Regions from separate parts of the Mus musculus genome. Here all the other regions are linked to region 5. Evidence: chromatin contacts called from public Micro-C and promoter capture Hi-C data. All regions are on one chromosome and are shown on one strand. Each heading gives the region's core, a stretch centred on a gene start, on an enhancer-like site or on the middle of the called end of the contact. The rest is flanking DNA. Distances are from core to core; before and after follow the strand shown. Region 1 overlaps Hpse2 (heparanase 2). Region 2 holds the start of Scd2 (stearoyl-Coenzyme A desaturase 2). Region 3 holds the start of Erlin1 (ER lipid raft associated 1). Region 4 holds the start of Chuk (conserved helix-loop-helix ubiquitous kinase). Region 5 holds the start of Got1 (glutamic-oxaloacetic transaminase 1, soluble).

Evidence for each region. Promoter capture Hi-C pulls out the DNA fragments that hold promoters and counts their contacts. A called contact is a pair of places that touch in the nucleus more often than the background predicts.
Region 1: a promoter capture Hi-C map of hippocampal neurons shows a contact between it and region 5, with 8 times the contacts expected there. The contact joins the enhancer-like site here to the promoter of Got1 in region 5. A contact is called at or near these places in 18 of 39 promoter capture datasets (the 3T3-L1 cell line, 3T3-L1-derived adipocytes, the C10 cell line and 12 more), 7 of 484 Hi-C or Micro-C datasets (the 3T3-L1 cell line, B cells, CD4 T cells and 4 more), 12 of 115 datasets of contacts at active chromatin or transcription factors (bone marrow-derived dendritic cells, cardiomyocytes, differentiating embryonic stem cells and 7 more) and 1 of 9 other capture datasets (embryonic stem cells).
Region 2: a contact with region 5 is called in a Micro-C map of embryonic stem cells, with 4 times the contacts expected there. The contact joins the promoter of Scd2 here to the promoter of Got1 in region 5. A contact is called at or near these places in 2 of 484 Hi-C or Micro-C datasets (CD4 T cells and embryonic stem cells) and 3 of 115 datasets of contacts at active chromatin or transcription factors (memory CD8 T cells, pancreatic cancer cells and thymic regulatory T cells).
Region 3: a contact with region 5 is called in a promoter capture Hi-C map of embryonic stem cells, with 2.6 times the contacts expected there. The contact joins the promoter of Erlin1 here to the promoter of Got1 in region 5. A contact is called at or near these places in 1 of 39 promoter capture datasets (embryonic stem cells) and 1 of 115 datasets of contacts at active chromatin or transcription factors (bone marrow-derived macrophages).
Region 4: a contact with region 5 is called in a promoter capture Hi-C map of pre-B cells, with 2.4 times the contacts expected there. The contact joins the promoter of Chuk here to the promoter of Got1 in region 5. A contact is called at or near these places in 5 of 39 promoter capture datasets (3T3-L1-derived adipocytes, cranial neural crest, hippocampal neurons and 2 more), 1 of 484 Hi-C or Micro-C datasets (CD8 T cells) and 1 of 115 datasets of contacts at active chromatin or transcription factors (memory CD8 T cells).

Annotation. Positions count from the first base shown.
Region 1 is chr19:42,794,102-42,796,801 of GRCm38.p6, forward strand. The region is part of intron 11 of Hpse2 (heparanase 2); the gene reads right to left. Among named protein-coding and RNA genes, the nearest start is that of Hps1, 15 kb to the left of the region's middle. Within about 2 kb of position 1,335, at least 57 of the 459 cell types and tissues checked have an H3K27ac peak or open chromatin away from gene starts, as enhancers often do. A contact at or near this core is called in the N1E-115 cell line, differentiating embryonic stem cells, embryonic limb bud and 1 more, where this site is marked.
Region 2 is chr19:44,292,414-44,295,113 of GRCm38.p6, forward strand. It overlaps Scd2 (stearoyl-Coenzyme A desaturase 2), which reads left to right and starts at 1,263. Exons shown (of 6, transcript NM_009128.2): 1 at 1,263-1,998; 2 at 2,491-2,700. The coding sequence starts at 1,975.
Region 3 is chr19:44,068,458-44,071,157 of GRCm38.p6, forward strand. It overlaps Erlin1 (ER lipid raft associated 1), which reads right to left and starts at 1,328. Exons shown (of 12, transcript NM_001164360.1): 1 at 1,234-1,328; 2 at 815-938. The coding sequence starts at 927.
Region 4 is chr19:44,106,169-44,108,868 of GRCm38.p6, forward strand. It overlaps Chuk (conserved helix-loop-helix ubiquitous kinase), which reads right to left and starts at 1,309. Exons shown (of 21, transcript NM_007700.2): 1 at 1,120-1,309. The coding sequence starts at 1,224. It overlaps Cwf19l1 (CWF19-like 1, cell cycle control (S. pombe)), which reads right to left. Exons shown (of 14, transcript NM_001081077.1): 14 at 2,469-2,700.
Region 5 is chr19:43,523,172-43,525,871 of GRCm38.p6, forward strand. It overlaps Got1 (glutamic-oxaloacetic transaminase 1, soluble), which reads right to left and starts at 1,434. Exons shown (of 9, transcript NM_010324.2): 1 at 1,167-1,434. The coding sequence starts at 1,284.

The sequences.
Region 1 (2,700 bases), core at 85-2,584, 730 kb before region 5:
CCTAAGGCAAAGTTCACTATTTAATTTAGAATGATCCTGAACAAACAGAAATCTGAGCGTGCCATTCACCTGTCTAAACGTTCACTGGCTTCTAGAACATCATCTGCATTCCCCGAAGCCCGCCCTTTTATCAACACCTCCAGCTCCTTAGAGGCTCATTCTAACTTCCGCCCTTTCTAGTCCCTGTCTACCACTTCCTTCGCCCTGTGCTGCAACTTCTCTGGTTAGTTTTTCTAATCTCAGGGCTCTTCTGTCTTTGCTGTTTCCATTGTCTGGAACTTCCTCCACATGCTGCTGTGTCTTCTTTAAAGACTGATTTTCAATTTTTGCGTGCATGGAGGGGGTGATATTTACACACTAATGCAGCCCCTATGGAGGCCAGAAGAGGGCATTGGAGTCCCCGGAGCCAGGGCTACAGGAGATTGGAAACTACTCAGCGTGCGTGCTGGGAATCAAACTGGGTCCTCTGCAAGAACAGAACCTGTTCTTAACTGCTGAATTCTCTCTCCAGCCCCTGACTCTTTTCTTGATGGTCTTGCTTGTTCTTTATATCATGTACAAGTGCCCCTCGAAAGTGTCCCATAATTCCTTGCACTTCTTGGGCCTGGACTTGGATTGTAAAATTCTGTCTGCTTGTCCTCACCCCTGATAGGAGGGCTGATGACCATCACGTTCTTTATTCTCTTATCTATCCACATCTGATACAGCTTATATTACAAGAAACATTAAAGTCAGAACTACAATTGAGAAGGGGGGACAACAGACCGCAAGTCCAGAAGCTGAATTCTGTCTAGATTTCAGACATTAAACGTGTCGGTCTAGATAGGTTTCCGGTCACTTCCCGTAGGCTTCTAGATTGTAAATAATGCGACTGACAGCAAGAGAGGAGTAGGGTCAGGAGACAGAACAAATAAGAATTTTATGTGTTAATGTGCACAGTTGCTCTCTCCTAGCCCGACGCTAATTTTCGGCCACTAGGGGGCACTCTTGTTCTATACAACAGCGAGGGGAGCGTCAGACTGCAGGGTTGCTCCCAGGAAGCCGAACTAGTCCTCTAGTCCCTGCTGTCCTCACCCCATCTCCCCAAGGCCGGGAGGTGTACCTAGCGCTTAGTGTGTCAAAGAAACAAATCTTAGTATCAATCAAACCCAAACCCAAACTGCACTGTGGCCCCCTTGGCAGGGGCTCCGTCTGGAGTGGGGCCCAATTTTAAGGAAGAGCGCGAAGCAGGGATGCAGTTCCTGGGCGGTGAGAGCTTCCCAGCCGGATTGCCTAGGGGGATCCCGCCGCAGGTGCGGAGTCGCTGGCCCCGGCGCCAGGCTCTCCCGGGTTCTGGGTCCCCCGCCGCCCCCGGCCGCACCTGTTAGTGCAGCTTCCTGAGCTGGGCTGGGAAACTGGTGTGTGCAGCTGCCCTGCCCTCCTCCAGGTCAGGCCCAGGTTAGAGTCGGAGGGGCCCAGCCAGGTTTCAGGACCGTGGGTTTGCGTCCCTTCTGCTCTAGGAGAGGCAGAGGAAAGGAAATTCCTTTCACATGGCCCTGAGTAATGCCGATGCATCGGTGATGGTGGCCAAGGCTTCATGAGTTTTCTTATGATTCTTTTGATTCAGGCAAGGCTCTGGATCCCCTCGGAGCGCTCCTATTTCTCAATGATCTTTTTTTCAATTGCGACCTAACGCTTCCTTCCCTAGGCTCCCTTCCTTTCTTCATCCTCAGTAGTTCGTACTTAGCTGTCTGGCTTTTTCCTCCCACAGCAGTTCAGGAACGGGACTGGCTGGGCTGCTACAGAGAGGAGACCAGAAGAGACAGGAAAGACTGGGAAGAAAACGTCCCGTCCCGTTCCCCTCAATCCTCTGGGGTGAAGCTTTACTGCTTGAAGCTCATCCAACTCTGCATCCTGCCCATGAAGGGCACACCGAGGGTCTGAACGGCTTTGATCTAGCTTTTCCAAATGCCTACTAGCACTGTTTCACGTGGCACAGGGGAAGCTCACAGGTTCAGTGCCAGGGATATAGATGGACTTTTTCTGTATGTAGCAGATTGGGGGGGGCATGATTTGAATGGTGTCCCATCTAAATCTGCACAACCGGATTCCACCATGTGCATCCAATGCCTTAAAATAACTTAGCACACATGGCAGACAAGATGAGCACCCAGCTAAGGAACCTAGATTTTTACTGATATTGCTGACTTCCACCTGGTGAGAGACTCATCTGGGGGGCAGTTTTAAAAGAAAATTTAATCCTGCAACCATCTCAAAGCTCCATGTCATAGGCATATCACACTCAAACCACAGGACACAATTGAAACCAGAAACAGAAACTACAGCGCCATGACTCCACAGCTAACTGTGTCTTATTCTCATTGTAAAGAGCAGTTGCCACAGTCACCAAGTGGTAATTAAGGGGAATTACTCATATCTGCATGGTTCGCTGTGATGTAAAGTTAATTACAACAGACTTAGGCTTTGCCCACCAAGCCAAAAAAGTCACTAGAGCATGCAAATGTGTGGCCAAACACACTGTAATAAACACATTATATAGAAAAACACAAATCGAAGGAAAATCAAATTTAGCCCGGATTTCAACAGTTTCTGTGGTCTAGTGCTAGTGTATCTTTGTGGCCTTTCTCCTCACCCCACAGGCGTCCCATATTCTAGTCCTTTGTGAGATTTGCCACCTCCAGGGCAAAATGAGCCTTGAAC
Region 2 (2,700 bases), core at 13-2,512, 770 kb after region 5:
CAGAGACAAAGCTCACCCCTTCCCCATTGAACACAGAGATGGCCACCTAAGAATCAAAGGCCCATTCTTGGCAGAATCAAACTGCTGGGGCTTTGCTATAGATACCCAGCCCCCAGAACCGTGAGGAGCCAGTATCTGTTGTAAAGGCCTCACAGTCTAAGGGAGTTTGTTTTTAACAGCCAAGGACAAAGGACAAACCCACAGCTAGTAAAAGATCAGACATCACGCAGACAACCCAGGGGGAAGTGACATCTCCAGATAACTTCACACAGTACCTCTGAGCCTCCGCCAGCCATTTGCTGAGGACACCTGGTCTTGTTCAGCATTCTTGGCTATGGTCAGTGAGCCAGGCCTGCAATGGAGGTGTCTGGTCACAAGCCAGAGAGTTGGCAAGCCCCTGAGACCAGAAGGCAAGAGGTCTGGTTTGGTCTCAGGAAATGCCTGGCATCTCTCTTCTTGAGAAGACAAGATGTCTATCAACCCCTTTTCCTAGAGGTGGGAGATACAGTAATGGGGTGACCTGGATACAGAAGGTACTCTGTGAATGCACCGCCTGCATAGGCTACAAGTTCTATCTCTTGAAAGAGTTAACACAGGCCCCAGAGAAGATGGGGCAGCGAGGGAGGTGTGTTAGGTCAGAGCACCCAAGGTTCAAGGGTCATAGGGTCCTCTGAGGAGTGGCTTGAAAGCGTTTCAGCACAGCTAGCTCCTCCCCTTGCCGGCTGAACAGTTTATCCCATCTCCGTATGTCCCTATGTCCCCTTCTTCCTGCTTAGAGTGGAAGAACAGGGCTACCCACTGAGCGGTCACAGAGAACCTTGCAGTAATAATTTAATACCCACTCTCTGTTCCTACTCCACATACATAAGGCTCCCTCGGCTAGATGCTTTTCGGCGGTTTTCAGATAGCAAACTGCAAACTTTCAACAAAAGAGTCTCCTAAAGGTGCCACATGTATTCGCAAGGCGTGAGGTGGGAAGTGGGGGGTGAGGGGTGGGATTGAGATACTGCTGACTGACCTTGGCTGTGCTCTCGGAGTGTGCACAGTGACCATGGTGACCCAGACCAGTGTGAATGGGCAAGCCACAGATCTATGAAAACTTGATTACAGTACCAGAGCTCCGAGTTATTATCTGGTAAGCATCCTGGAGCTGGTGGGCAAGGCTGAGCCATTGTTCCAAAAGGGACTACAGAGGCGCCTGTTGGGGAGGGAGGCCCCTCTCAGCTTTGCTCTCTGTTGGTGGTAGCCATTTCCCCTCCCACGCGCCTCTGGAAATGCAAAGACCGGATGGAGTTGCAAGTGGTCGGCGCTCTAGTGGCTTTCCCACTTTATGTACCTCTCCGCGTCTTCCTGCCCCGGTAGCCAACCCCCACTGCTAGATTGGGTCTTCTCTTCCAGAGAAAGCGCTGAAGCGCCCCCGTGGCAGGGTGGGGGCTGGGTGGAGGACCAGCGGGGGATGGGTGAGAAGCCAGGAGCAGAAAAAGAAGGGAGGAGGGGGGGGCGGAGCTGGAGGCAGAGGGAACAGCAGATTGTGCAGAGCCAATGAGAGCAGCAGGACGAGGTGGTACCAAATTCCCATCGGCCAATGACTAGCCAGAGTTTACGAAGGCCTCATTAGCATCGCCCCCCTCCGCTTGGCTAGGGATGGGACAATGCGGTGTTGGTGTCTGCAGTATTCTGACTCCTGGACACCGGTGGCTGCAAGCTGCGATTTTGGCGTCCTCTCATTTTCTATCCTTATCTCCGCCCGCGGCTGCCCTGGCCAGCCAGTTTTTGATTTTTTATCTGGTCATTGATCAATATAACGAACCTAAGGATATACAGGACATTAATACCCCACTGCCAGCTCTGGCCCAGAGCTTGTACCGCGCAGCGGGCTGCAGAAACTTAGTCATAGCACCCTTTGTCGCTGAGGTCTGAAGCTCGCTGCACGTTCTCATCCCTGGGAACGTGACCCCAGCATCCGACGCCAAGATGCCGGCCCACATACTGCAAGAGGTGAGCTTACACCCCACCCCCCACCCCCTCCTCAGGTTGGCGGTTGCAGATTGGACTTCTAGGTGGGTGGCTGTTGAGGGTTGGAGAGAGTTCAGAGCAGCTGGGAGCATTTAGCCATCATTTCCGAATTGCTCAACCTTGATAGATTGTTTCTGGACCGGGTGATAACCGGATTTTTACTCAGTACAGTTGATTGTCCCAACTTGTGTTTCTTAAAGTAAAACCTGACCTCTTTTCGATATGCGCAGATTTTCCTTTGTGAGTTGCTAAGGGTGCTGCTAATAAAGCGTCCTTTCCTGCCCCTTCATCATAAGGCTTATTCCCGATGGCCTGCACATTTCCGTGTTCCATTGGTGCGCTCTACAGTCATGCAACCTTGGCACTGGGGTATGGCCGTTATTGCATCTCTCCCGCAGTTATATTAGAGGGAAAGTAACCCCTGCTGCCCCCACGCGTCTGCAGTCCCTAATTCTCCACCCCCTCTCATTGCAGATCTCTGGCGCTTACTCAGCCACCACCACAATCACAGCGCCACCTTCTGGGGGACAGCAGAATGGAGGCGAGAAGTTTGAAAAGAGTTCTCACCACTGGGGAGCAGATGTTCGCCCTGAACTAAAAGATGATCTATATGACCCCACCTATCAGGATGATGAGGGGCCCCCGCCCAAGCTGGAGTACGTCTGGAGGAACATCATTCTCATG
Region 3 (2,700 bases), core at 78-2,577, 550 kb after region 5:
ATGGAAATGTGGTCCAGGCTGGTATTTCTTATGCTAGAACTCCATCTGTTAAGACATACCACCAAAAGTATGTATTTTCTAGGATTCTGGACTGATCTAAAAGTAGAAATACCAGTTTAGGGGGCATGATGGAAATATTCAAAAATCTGCTTGTTTCAGAATAAACCACTATCCCAAGTTGTCCACAAACTGGCTTCTCTTCCCAGCTTATACCACGAGGACCTGGTGGGAAGTTAGACTTGATTTATGCCAAATCAGGTGGATGGCAACTGAGTCCACACTCTTTTTCACCTTGACTTGAAAAAAAAAAAGTGAGAAAAGTGGCCTGCAAATGTGGTTTTTGTCTCTTGGCCTTTAGGGATATATGACATTGCTCTGGTCATGAAGACTTTGGGGGACATAACCAGACAATGGGAGATTTTTTAATGAAGAAGAAAAAACCCAACTTAGTGTTGGGGAGAACTGTCTTTATGTAAGACAGAGATCCGGAAAAAATCCACAGCGGCAAACTAAACACCTGTGCAGTTGTGCGGACTATGAGAAGTCATCTCGGTTGCAGTGACTACTTCCGTGCCCCCTAAGGTGTCTTCAATTCTGTACAGAACGAACTTGGCACTAAACTGCCCCGACAACGGAAAAGTGCCCCGCCAAAGGTTAACTCCCGGCAGCTGGGATGAAACCACTTCCCAGGCAGGGCTGGAAGCAGCTCCCCTGACGCCGCGGAAAAGAGCAACTTCCCAGACTTCGCTGTGACCCATTGGACCCTTCCACTGTGCTTCTAGAACCATCGCGGGCTGCACAGGGCGGCGCTCACCTGTAGTACACGGCCAAGTGTCCCTCTTCGATCTTGTGGATGGAGGCGTACAGGAGGATCGCCACCAACCCCACCACTGCAGCCACCAGAAGCCGGGCTTGAGTCATATTCATCCTTGTTCCTCCTGAGCATGGGGAGAAGAGGAACCTCAGTCCGTTGAGTGACAGGCCAGTCCCCACCCAGGGAAGAGCCCGCGTACGGTCGCGGGCGGCTGAGGCGGGAAGCCCCGCGCTCCGGCCCCGGGCTCTCTCTCTCTCTCTCTCAGCTAAGCGCTCCCCTCGCCAACCCCCTGCGCGGGTGCCCCCGGCTCGGCGTACGTCGTGACACCTCTTCCCCGACTCCCCAAGCGTTAGGTCCCGACTGAGGGCGGCCTTGATCGCAGGCACTCGGAGGACCGCGACCCCCGAGCCTCGCCTCACCGGTCAGTGACGCATCGCCCCCGCCCGCACGTGCAGCCGCCACCCGGCCCCGCCAACTGCTGCCAACAGCCGGCCCCGCCCACCTGCCCGGTACTGCGGCTGCGCGGGGACGCAGGCGACGCAGCCCCCGCCCGCGACTCGCGAGACGGTGCGCGGGCGGGACAAAATTGGCCCCGGGTGCGCGCACAGTGTAGTGATTCTAAGTGCCCAGACGAGGACCAAGTCTCCTGGGGTGGGTCACTCGGACAGACGCTGGTTGAGGCATGCTAGTGCACAGGACCAGCCCCTCAGTGTAGGAGTTGTTCCTGCATCCTTTTGTGGTTCGTCCCTAGTCCAACTGGCAAGCACATTCTCCAGGTACACACCCTGCACTAGGGAAACTACCAGACCAGTCTCAAGGAATCAGGGGTTCGAGTTCAGAAGAGGAAGCTATTCAACCAGAATTAACCATTCAGACTTGGCCTGAATATTTATTTTGTGCCAGAATGCTACACCAGAGTGCTTTCTGAAAGCCACCCAGAAACAGGATCAGAATGATATATGTATGTTGAATGTGGAGGTCGGGATTGTCTTGTAGGCCAAAATGAGTAGTGAACGCTTGAGTTTTCATGACGGCGATAAGGTTGAAAGGAGTTGTATGGCAAGATAGGCTAGAACCAGATTTACAAAGTCTAGGATCCATTTTTCTGCTGATAGAGAAAATGTATGACAAGAAGACAGTGACTTCATTTATGGCTGTTAGGCCTGCATGCATGTCAGTCACTATCTGTGTGCCTGGTGCCCTCAGCAGTCACAAGAGGGCATTGAATCCCGTGGAACCAGAGTTAAAGGCTGTTGTGAACTGCCACATCGGTGCTGGGAATCGACCTTTTTTTTTTTTCACTGTATTTTAACATTCTATACCACGTGGACCTGGTGAGATAGCTCAGTGGGTAGAGGAGTTTGTGAACTCCTGAGGACTTCATTTTCACCCTAGACCTCACACAGAAGTGAAAAGCAGAGAACTGACTCCACAAGTTGTCCTCTGATCTCCACACATAAAGGTCCATGCCCCACACCACACACCAACACACACAATAATTAATAATCATAAAAGGTTTAGGGAATAAACCCACACCATGTGCATGTATTACAAAACAAAAACTAAAAGGAAAGGGTAGAGTTTAGAGATATAGGGACACATGGGAAATAAGGGCATTCTATTTCACTAAGGGCAGAGACAACTAGAAAAGGTTAACAAGGTTGGAAGGATTACCAAACTCCTGTGCAGGAAAATACCAGAAAGCAGTGCTTTTGGGGCATTGTATCTGTAACTGGCTGAGAGTGAAGACAGACAGGAAACTGGGAAACGGATATACAACAGCAAATACAAGGTTATGTATGATGCTAGTAACAAAGAGAATGACAGGCAAGAGAATCAATTCAGGCCTTTGTAAGAGCAAATCTAGCCACACCCCTTCAATACAT
Region 4 (2,700 bases), core at 59-2,558, 580 kb after region 5:
GTATTCCTCATATATGATGTTCCAGAACACCATTTTTATCTTACTGCTCCTTTTATAAAAGTCCAAGTAATGAGGGTTGCCATAACTTGACAGTGGAGAGCTATCAGCGGAATTACAGTACCTATCTTGTACTTCCTAACGTCTCTGTTACCATCTGACTCAACTCTCAAGCAGGCCCAGAATGTATGTATATTCTTCTAAATATTTTACAGTCAACAAATCCTATACTACAATGATTGGTGTTCAAGATCTATTCCTTACACCCTTCAGGAAAGCAAAACCCTCACTAATAATGCACTGGCTTGTATTGATATGATTTTTTTTTCCGGAGAAAAGATGCGTTTTACTGACTTTTCAAAAGACCCACAACTCAAACATGATTAACTAGGGCTGAGGCTGTAACCCAACGGTAGACCATTTGCCTAGCATGTGCAAGGTCCTGTGTTCCACCCCGAACATTAACAACAACACGTTAAAGTAAGAAAAGTGACTGTTAGTTTGAAAACCTTTTAAGGACAGGAATAACTGCTGTTGTAACGGTTACATGTTCTTCGATAAATCAAAACAAATTTCCTGAGCCTGATCTTAGCTGTCTTCTGCAGAACAAACCCCTCTATTTTCTTTCCTCCGAAGCAAGGATCGATTTCATCATCTTACCCTCACCCTGGTTTTTACCTGAAACGCTCCAATTCCAAAGTCTGTCAATGTTTCCCAAGGGTCAACTCTGGACACACCCGTAAGGTTTCTCGTCTAGTCCAGTCTCCAGTGGATCACACCGCTCGCTCCCGAGGGAGTGTGAGCAGGCACACGGAGACACACACAACACACATACACAAAACACACAACACGCATCGGCACTCGACTTTGTACAGACTCCTCATCACCACACACAGCTGCAACAGCTGCCTGTCACTCACTGCCCGGGGACCTCCGACACACCTGGACCGCGGCCACCCAGGCTCACAAGCGCAGGATGCTCCATCGCTCGCCCTCGCTCACTGCCCCAGCCCCCAGCCCCGTCCAGGGTCGCGACCACCACTCCTCCCACCTTGACTGACAGCTCGGGTCCCAGGGACGCCCAGACAGAGCCCGCGCCACGGCTCCCGCCCCCCGCCTCACCCGGTGCTGGTACAGACTGACGTTCCCGAAACCGCCGGTGCCAAGCCGTTCCCGCATCTCCCAGGGGCCGCCCGCGCCCGGCCGCAGCCCCGGGGGCCGCTCCATGGGGCGGGAGCGCCAGCCGCCTCAGGCAACGCCGCCGGTCTAAGGCCGGTTCCGGGCCGCCGAGGCTTGCGGAGTCCTCCGTCTCGCGAGACTGCGTCACTTCCGCTAGCTTCCGCATGCAGAGTCCCGCCCCGAGCTCCTGGAATCACCCTGGGATTGGTGCTGCCGGAAACTGGGCACCAGCGGCTTGCCCTGGGCAACTTCCAACCTGCGAGGACCATCGTGCGTGCGGTTCCTATTTATTTTATTTTTGTTTGTATAGATATTTTTTAATTAGTTCTTTGAAGGTTTCATACAACGTGTTTTTATTTAAAATAGATCTCTCTCCAAACTCTAAAATCCACATTGTCCCTACCTCATTCACATTTCATCTTTTTGAGAGCCCTGCCCTCTGCCCCTCGAATCCTACCACACTCGCCGGTCGGCACCGGTTAAGGCCACCATAAGTATTAAAGAAAACTGCGCTAACCGCCCTGTTGATTCATTAGCCTTGTAAATCAGAATCTCTCCATAATCCCAAACCAACCAAGGATGTGACTTATTCCAGAGTGAAAACTCTTCTTCGCGACTTCGTGAGTCTCCCTACCGACCTTACTGTTTATCAGCCTTGTTCTCTCCGACTTGAGTTGGAATTGTTTCTGAGGTGCACCACAGGGCTATAAAGACAAGCCTGGAGGAGCTCTCGGTCCAGAGAGGCATACTTCTGAGTGGTGGGCTGCACAGGGAAAGCCAACCCACCTAGCCATTTGAGTGGGTTATCCACTTCATGGACTCTAGGTGTCCTGTTCTGAGACAGGATCTCAATACAGTCCAGCCTGGACTAGAACGTATTTCTCCGTCTTTCCAAGACTGGGATTACAAGCTTGTACCGGGCTGAAGCTAGCGATGCTAATAACTCAAAAGTGTAAGAGTCAGCATAAAATCAAATTCTCAACGTCAGCATGCAATTCGATGTTGTGGGTCACTAATAGTGAGTGGTATTCGATAAACTGGTTTCTATTATTTTCATATCTTTCATGGAATTGGAATATTAAACTTGAAGGTAATAGAAATGAGGCTCTGAGAGAGCATCTTTAGAGCAGAGGAGACGGTCATGTAACAGGATGAAACCTCATTTGCTGTGTATGGTAGAGCCAGGAGTGACAGGTGGGATGCAGTTTCATAATTTGTACTCGAGGGATGCTGAAAACTCCAGCCAAGATAATTCTGTCTAAATTACTCAAACTGGTTTCTACAGTGAGTTTGCTTTTTAAATATTCTATAATTAAAATGCAACTCAAGGTTTATTGCTATAGCCCTGTTTGACTTGGAACTCATTATGTAGACCAGGCTGGCCTTAAAACTCACTGGTCTGCCTGCAGAATGCTAAGATTAAAGACCTGGCCTTTTAATTTTTTTAACTGTAAAATGGTTCCTGTCAGGCTCCACAATCTTCAGGTTTCCAAGACTGTTTTAGTTTTTTTGTTGTTCAGAAAC
Region 5 (2,700 bases), core at 184-2,683:
AGCGAGAGAGAGAGAGAGAGAGAGACAGAGAGACAGAGAGACAGAGACACTAGGGCTATATTTGCACATCCTCTCTAAGAACCTAGATGAAAGAGAGCGAGAGAGAGAGAGAGAGACAGAGACAGAGAGACAGAGACACTAGGGCTATATTTGCACATCCTCTCTAAGAACCTAGATGAAAGAGAGCGAGCGAGCGAGCGAGCGAGAGAGAGAGAGACAGAGACAGAGAGACAGAGACACTAGGGCTATATTTGCACATCCTCTCTAAGAACCTAGATGAAAGAGAGCCAGCGAGCGAGAGAGAGACAGAGACAGAGAGACAGAGACACTAGGGCTATATTTGCACATCCTCTCTAAGAACCTAGATTCTGAATCCCCTTAACGTCACCCTCTGCTTCAAAACAACTCCATTTCTTCTTTCTAACCTTCTAGCGCTTTCAGTTCCGGTTGGTTCCCTGCTGAGAGCATCAGTCTGCTCACTCTTCTCTCCTCGGCTGGCCTCTGCACGTGGCCAAATGCACACCAAGCTCTGTAGAGCTTCAAACATCCAAACAGTGATGACGAAGTCGCCGGAGGCTCGAGTTAAAGGGCTTTAGAAACTACAACACAAACGACCTTGGCAGAAGGCTAACTTGGTTCAAGGCAAATGATCAAGAAATGAAGACCCAGATGTGTGTGGCCTGAGATGCATGGGCTTCGCCTCATCTGCTCCACTCTGAGAATAAACCAAACCTACATCTTCCCCATGTGGGTTAACAGGCTTCCTAAGTGGCGTCTGCTACTCGCTCAACCCGGACTACAGCTCCATTAGGCTAACAGCTCTTTCATTCCCAGTTCCAGTTGACCACGAGACGCTAAAGCTACCATACTTCTCTCTCCTTACCATCCCCATCGTTGCTTTAGAACAAGTACTATAAAGAACACTGGGTGGAGAAACAAAAACAACATTTGTGTCCCAGATGTTACACCTGTTCTGCGTGACCTTGAACACCCCCTCTTTCCAAGGACTCTGTATCGCCATCTGCAAAATGGGTAGGTTGGTGATGTCCTCGTGGTCCCAACCTTCTCTCCTCGGGCTCCTCTCAGGGAGACACAAACTAAATCTCAGCTCCTCCTACGCCCACCTCCCCCCAGGCTGCTCGCATTCCAAGGCACTGCATCCTTACCTCCCACGCCGAGGTTAACCTTGCGGGGATCTGGATCATCCCGGAAGTCCGCAGTGAGCTTAAAGACCAGAACCGGAGGAGCTTGCGGAACCTGGGCAAAGACTGATGGAGGCGCCATCGCGACAGAATGTGCCGAGACCTCGAGAACGAGCCGGGAGCAGCTCTGTGCGGTGCGGGGTCCGGTGACTGGAGGAGACTCTCACCTTCGCCGGCGGGCGGGGCAGCCCGCGGCTTCCAATGGTCGAGCCGCGTCCGGAGCTTGGCAACGCGCTTAACCAATCACAACCTTCCGACTAAGAAGGGTTAGGCGGGGCAAGCCTCTACTAGCCAATTCGAGAAGAGGATCTTATCGGAGGCTTGTATGATGCAACCAATGCAATGTACACCGGAGGAGGTGTGGGCAGAGGCTAGGATGATTGGCGTAGCGTGTTCCAATCGCTGAGGCTTTTATTCCTTGGGGTGATGAGGATGGTGCGGGTGGCGGGAGTCCCCAGAGGACAACCTCCTGACCTTCTGGGGCCTGGAGACCTGGGGCGGTGGCCCGCCCGTGGGGAAAGCAGAGAACAGGTCTTTCTGTACCCGCTGAGCAGGTGACTGTCGCCGCCAGGCTCCGGCGGTGCGCACGTTCCTGCGTTGGCCAGGCCCGGCTGACAGCCAAGTGTCTGGCACAGGACTCTAGTGGTCCGCTTGGACACACTGTACCCAATCGTGGGTGACCTTGACTGTCTCCACTCAGTGCTTCCCCAGAAAGAAACCTGGATGTGTTGTCTTCCTTGATCGCTGGCAGGGGAGACCCTGCAGAAAGTAAGGGATGAGCACATACTAGCTTGAGAATTTTAACACCAACCCCCAGCCCCGGTAGATAACCGGGGCCGGGAAAGCCTAGCCCTAAAGGACCTTGAAGGATCTAGCGAAGCCTCTCTCTGCAGCATTCCTCCCACGCGTGCTGTCATCATCGATTGGCACACACCCAAACTGCTGCTTCTTTCTGTCAGGTCAGGCTGCTCCTTCCCCTGAGAGTCTATTTCTGTCCAGATCCTTTCTCCACCTGTTGACCTTGAAGATTTCACATCTGTCAGCCATCCATAAAACCTCTTAACACGCTGTTTGGTTAGACATCTCTCTTTCCTGTACTTGGGCGTTTTGTTGTCGACGTTACAAGTTTAGAAAGCCTCCTGATGAGTAGGAACCTAACTCTGGAGCCAGGCAAGTTAGGTTTAGATGCCGGCTGACTCTGACCTACTTGGGCAGGCCTGTTCCTGCTCTGTAAGATGGAGATAATAGTGTTTTCCTCCAGGTTGTTGTGGGGATTAGGTGAGTTAAGACACATAAAGTGTTTAGTTGCATACAGTAAGTGCTCTCTAAATACTAGCTTTGTTATGGCGCAGGGTCCACACCCCCTCCTAGATGGCATGATGCTTTGCCTGGGATCTGGCAAACCTCCCTCCGTTTCTTCCACTACATATTCACCCAATGCTGGAAGGCGCCAATTCCTTGGTATTTTGCGAGAAAACAGCATCATGGCTTCCTTTGG